Regions from separate parts of the Mus musculus genome. Here region 1 is linked to region 2. Evidence: chromatin contacts called from public Hi-C data. All regions are on one chromosome and are shown on one strand. Each heading gives the region's core, a stretch centred on a gene start, on an enhancer-like site or on the middle of the called end of the contact. The rest is flanking DNA. Distances are from core to core; before and after follow the strand shown. Region 1 has its middle 140 kb from the start of Tpbg. Region 2 holds the start of Tpbg (trophoblast glycoprotein).

The links. Hi-C and Micro-C count contacts between places; a contact is called where the count stands out from the background.
Region 1: a Hi-C map of embryonic fibroblasts shows a contact between it and region 2, with 2.1 times the contacts expected there. The contact joins the enhancer-like site here to the promoter of Tpbg in region 2. A contact is called at or near these places in 2 of 39 promoter capture datasets (embryonic stem cells and liver), 4 of 484 Hi-C or Micro-C datasets (cortical neurons and embryonic fibroblasts), 3 of 115 datasets of contacts at active chromatin or transcription factors (embryonic stem cells and neural progenitor cells) and 2 of 9 other capture datasets (adipose tissue and pancreatic islet).

Annotation. Positions count from the first base shown.
Region 1 is chr9:85,984,423-85,987,140 of GRCm38.p6, reverse strand. No RefSeq gene overlaps it. Among named protein-coding and RNA genes, the nearest start is that of Tpbg, 140 kb to the right of the region's middle. Within about 2 kb of position 1,275, at least 23 of the 459 cell types and tissues checked have an H3K27ac peak or open chromatin away from gene starts, as enhancers often do. A contact at or near this core is called in embryonic fibroblasts, where this site is marked.
Region 2 is chr9:85,841,550-85,844,380 of GRCm38.p6, reverse strand. Tpbg (trophoblast glycoprotein) reads right to left here and starts at 1,529. Exons shown (of 2, transcript NM_001164792.1): 1 at 1,426-1,529; 2 at 1-730. The coding sequence starts at 401. It overlaps LOC115487186 (a long non-coding RNA gene), which reads left to right and starts at 701. Exons shown (of 2, transcript XR_003948199.1): 1 at 701-783; 2 at 1,166-2,831.

The DNA.
Region 1 (2,718 bases), core at 26-2,525, 140 kb before region 2:
AGATCTTTCTATCTTCTGAGGTCTTCTCCAATTTCTTTCTTCAGAGACTTGAAGTTCTTGTCATACAGGTCTTTTACTTGCTTGGTTAGAGTTACACCAAGACATATTATATGTGGCTATTATGAAGGGTGTTGTCTCCCTAACTTCTTTCTCAGCCCATTTATCAGGAGGGCTATTGATTTATTTGAGTTAATTTTTTATTCAGCCACTTTGCTGAAGGTGTTTTTCAGCTGTTAGAGTTCTCTGGCAGAATTTTGGGGTGTGTGTGTGTATATATATGTATGTGTGTGTGTGTGTGTGTGTGTGTGTGTGTGTGTGTGTATACTATCATTCATCTGAGAATAGAAATACTTTGACTTCTTCCTTTCCAATTTGTATCCCCTTGATCTCCTATTGTTGTCTTATTGCTCTAACTAGGACTCCAAGTGCTATATTGAATAGATAGGAAGAGAAATGAGGGATGAAAGAGTAGAAAAGAGGAACATGGGAAAACAATAAAGTTCATTATATACACACATGAAACTGTCAAAGAATAAAAATGCCCAATTTACATTTAAAACAAAAGTTATGTTATCGAAAGTATGGCATGTTATTTATTGAGAAATGCATGTTTTGGATTTTTTAAGAACTGAAAATAATATTAGCATCTCAGAATTACAGAAGTGGGGTGGCTGACCTTGCCTCATCTGCTCTGTACTCTTGGGCCACAGAGGCTGGTGAGGGGAAAAATAAGTGTGTGTGGGTGGGGGAGACAGAGACAAGGAGAGTCATAATAGCATGAGTCATGGGTATGTTATTAAAGGAAGGTGGGGAGGGGAAGGAGAGCTCTGTGCCTGAGGCAGGGTGGAAACTGATTTTACCTAAATGCATCTTTCTTATTTTGTACTTCATTTTATAAAGCTCTTTTTGTTGCCCTTGAAGGATGTTTACTTCTTAAGGGATAAACACGGGTGATAAAAATAACACACACACACACACACACACACACACAAAACGAAGACAAATAACTTTCCAATTAGTCCAACCAATTTCATTTTAAACAAATAATGTCTGTTTTTATCTTTTTTCGAAAGAAGCAATTGACTTTGCTTTCATTCCGAAAGCATTTATAGCATTCCCAAAAGGATATTTCTGGTGAATAAAATGAAAACCTGAGATGAAAAACTGCCAGGTCAGTTATCAGAGGGCTTGATTTATGGCTTAGCGGCAGTTGGCTTCACTCTGCATGTCTGCGAGCCACTGTGTCAGAGCAAAGCCTCTCCTGAGATGAGGAGCAGCTCACTGAATCACTTCCCATGGCAGCAGGTCGTAAAGGATGCAAGGCGGAGAGCCCATGCAATATTAGACTAGCAATAGTGTTTTACAGGGACATTATCCCTGGGAACAAACACAGATATTGAAGGACAAAGAGCAATTCCATCCAGAGCTGCTCACTAGATTCCTGTCCAAGAATAAGTGTTACTATTGTCTATGGCAAAAATTAAGTCTTTTTTTTTTGCCAGAGTAGTGATTCATTTAGTATTGTTACCATTCTTACAAAGTCTTATGTTATATATAGTGAAAATTTCGGGAAAGCAAAGAAGAAATACACAGAAAAAGATGGGCAAAAATTTCTACTTCCTTTCAAGTTTTATGCTGACCTCTTTTTTTTTTTTTTTTTTTTGGCTAGACTAGACTTGTTGCCCTGACCTACTAGTTGTCTAAACTATACAAAAACAAATATTAAAAAAGTGTTTTTGTGTGGTGTGTGCCGCACCTACTATCTTACTCCTCCATGACAGGATCTCTGACTGGACCTAGAGATTCCTGACATTTTAGCTAAGCTAGATGACCCACAAGACCCATCAATCACAGTAACTCTGAGTGATCAATTACAAAAAAAAAAAAAAAAGAGCTACAGGCAAGAGAGTGCAGTGGTTAGGAACCTGGAGGATTCCAACAACCCAAGTCTAAGTTCCTTGCTTCCTTTGCTTCCTTTTTCTTAGAAGCTGCAGAGCCTCGTTACCCATTGGGGTTGGGTTTTGCTTTGTTTGCTTCTGTGAAATAGGACATACCTGGCTCCTGGTGATGATTCAAGGATTCAGTAGAGTAGGGCTTGCACAGACACACCATCAGATACTTCTACTACCCCAGCCTTTTCTTTCCATCTTCTGTCAACAGATCCTGTTCTAGATCCAGTGTCTCCTATTGACAAGTATTTCAAGCTCAGGTCCTGTGACTACAACCTAAGTATATGGGGAAGCTGCTGTGAACCTGATCCACCACTTCAGCATCATCACCGTCATAAGATGCATCAAGGAAAGTGCCCTTGGCCAGTGTAGAGCAATAATGGGAAGCTGGAACTCATGACAGAAGCCAGCTTCCCTATTACATGTAGGGTTGCAGCCCAAATTGATATAGAAATTTCTCACCAAGTAAAATCAAAGAAAGTAGGAGAAAGGAAAAGATAAACGTGAGATTGGAAATAAAATATAACACCAACATGTAACTGGTAAGTCAGCAAAGTCACAGATGGCTCTACAAAGTCTCATACAATTCACAGACACCTGGCAACCCTTGTGAAGGACAGGGATATGATGCTGGGATGCGATGTAGACTCTCTGTTCCTTAAGGAAGTTCTTTGGGTAACATGCTGCATAGACCTGTTGGGAAAACATGGAGGTAAATGGGACCTTCATTCTTAGCATGAAATAGTCACTTAGTGTAAAGACCCATGTT
Region 2 (2,831 bases), core at 280-2,779:
CACACTTCCTTCAGGTGGTTGCCGCTGAGGTTGAGCGCCTCCAGGTCGGCGAGCGGCGGCTGGCGGGCGAAGGCGCCCGCCGGGAGCACGGTCATCTGGTTGCCGGTAAGGAAAAGGTTGCGCACGTAAGGCGGTAGATCCGCCGGCACCTCCAGCAGGTTGCGGTTCACGCACTTAACCGTGCGCGCCGCCTCGGAGCACTCGCACGCCGCGGGGCATCTCTCGGCTGGCGGAGGCTGCGCAGACCCCGAGGCCAGGAAGGCTGCCGGGGAGGTGGAAGACGAGGGTACCGAAGAGCTGGGGGCCGACGCGGAGACCCAACCCAGCAGCACTAGCGCCAGCCTTGCCAACCTCAGCCGTCCGTCCCCGGCGGAGGGGCCCCGGGAGCCCGCCCCAGGCATCGCGGCTCGCGGTTCCCCGGAGCTGGGACAGCGCCCGCTCCGAAGACTCGACCGCCTGGGCCCGGCGGGCGCGAGCCGGCCGCAAGCGTCGACGGCAAACTTTCCTCGCGTGGGAGCAGAGGAGGGGACGCCAAAAGCTGGAACTTGGCTAACCCCGAGCCACCGGGCGTCCCCCTCCCGGAGCGGCACCCCGCCCTTCCCTCCAGTGAGTACGCACGGCGGGTCGGGACACGGGCCTTGGCGCTCCTCCTCCCGCCGCAGCTGGGGTGGGTGGCACCTCCTCAACTCCTTTGTTGGCGCCTCTCTCAGGGCAGGATCGGATGAGCGACCTGGGACAAGCGGGAGAGAAGCGTGAGGAGGAGTGACGGCCGCAGCTCCCCGAGTACGAACCAAGTAGTCCCCACACTAGCAACCCGGCCCAAGCTTCTGTGTGCGTCCTTCCTCCCTAGTGGGACGCGGTCCCCACTCCCAGGCGCTAAGCCTACCTCTTCCGGGCCCACACCATCAGGACCCGGGCCACCTCCCGCCTGGCTCCTGCCCGGATTGCCCTCCTCCCGCCTAGAACTTCACGCAGACCCCGCGGTGTCCAGCGAGCAAACTTCTCCTTTTTCCGGATCCCAGCTCCTACCGCCCCGGCCGACCACCTGCCTTCCGGGGTCCCCGCCCCCGCCGCTCCTCCCCCTCCCACCTTGGGATGAGAGCGAAGTTTCGGGTTACGGGACTCTTAAGAGCTTTTTTTTTTTTTTGGTACCTCCTTGGATTAGTGTGAAAAGGGGAGCAGAGCCGTACAGCTGTCGCCTACTCTCGACTCCCCAGTTCCTGGCCACCCAGCTCCCCGATCCCGAGAGGATCCAGACATCTCCAGAAAAACGGAGGGAACCCGCCAACAAAGCGGCCGTGGGACCGTGGGCGGTGTGGCAGCCAGGACCCCCCCCCCCCCGGCTCTCTTCACGCCCTAGTATAGAAAGGAACCCTGGTCCCGCCTCCAGGCTCCAAACCTGGCCGCTCGGTCCCCACTGCTCACCTCCGCACCCCGCGCCTGCAAAGCCAACTCCGAGGGCCACCCGAGTCCACGCGCCTTCCCAGCTCCTGCTGCGGGCGCCGACTCTCCTCTCAACCCCAGCCCCTGGCCCAACCTCCACGGCTGGGAAAAACCAAGCCGGGGGGCGGGGGAGGGCCAGGGCTGCAGGAGAGATCGCCGCCGCGCTGGCCACCTCTGCTGCCCCAGGTAGGGGCTTCAGGGAGGGATACGAGGGGCAACCTAGGCTGGGCGACTCCCCTAGGCGGAGATAAATGAGCAACGCATCCCGAGAAGGTGAGGGATTCCCCTTCTGTTCCCCCTCCCCGGCATCCTTTGGTGGTTCCGTATTTTGCATAGCGTATTTACCTCGGACAGAAACAAAACCGCTGGTGGACCTCTTGGAATTCACGCTGCTTCTGGCACCGCTGGCAGTGAGGAGAGGGATTTAAGCGTGAGCAAAGCAGCAGTAGAAGAAGGAGCTGCACAGGTTACATCCGCCGCGGCAAACGCCTGGGTTGTGAGGGAGATTCAGAAAGTCTCCTCTCTCGTGGCTCGGTTTGGCTGGCAACTTCAGTTTATGAGGTAGTTAGTTAATGCCTTCCTACCTGTGCCGCCCCCGCACGTCTAGGGTAGTTATCAAACTTGTAAAGACAGTCAACTTTAAAGTGGGGGAGGGTTACTGGAAAGGACACTCATTCTTGATTCATTATGGGTGGTTTTTTCCCCCCTCCTCTCAAAATTAAAACCAGAGGGAAGAAAATTGCAGCTAAAACACCCCAGAAACAAAAGCAAATTGCAAAGACGTGAGTCACCCGGAAAGCTCCCTACACCAGATGCGGTGCGTTGTGTCAGCACAAGTCACTTACGCAGGGAGCGCTCGCGGCGGGAGGTGGGCGGGCTGACCTGGGAAAGAAGTTTGTCCCAAAGTCTGTCTCCCAGGGGGCGCTGGCAGGCGCCGGATGATGGATTAGGGAAACGACTGGAATGCTTATAGGACCAATGTCATTAAGTCTGGAGAGAGTTGGAGTCCCGAACGCCCTCTCATTGCTCTCTCAAAAAGTCTTATCTGCTTTTCCTCAGTCAAATTTTCCCCAAGTTAAAAGGTGTGGGTGATTACAGACTATTTCATTTTAGAGAGAGAAACGATAGGAGAGATAAGGCTGGGAAAAAGAAGACCCAGTATAATAAAAGTATCAAGTTAAGGAAGCCGGGGATTGTTCCCCACAACATGCATCATGACTGTGGCGGTCCAATTCTGAGTCTATGGCTGTTTCTTTCTGTGGAAAGATAGTCCACAGAAACACCAGCCAAAATGGCCCAGGAAAAAAAGCTGCAGAGCCTGGAGACTGCAGAGATTTGTGCAAAAAGACAGTTTCATTAATTTGCATCTTCAGCACATTTATCTAAAT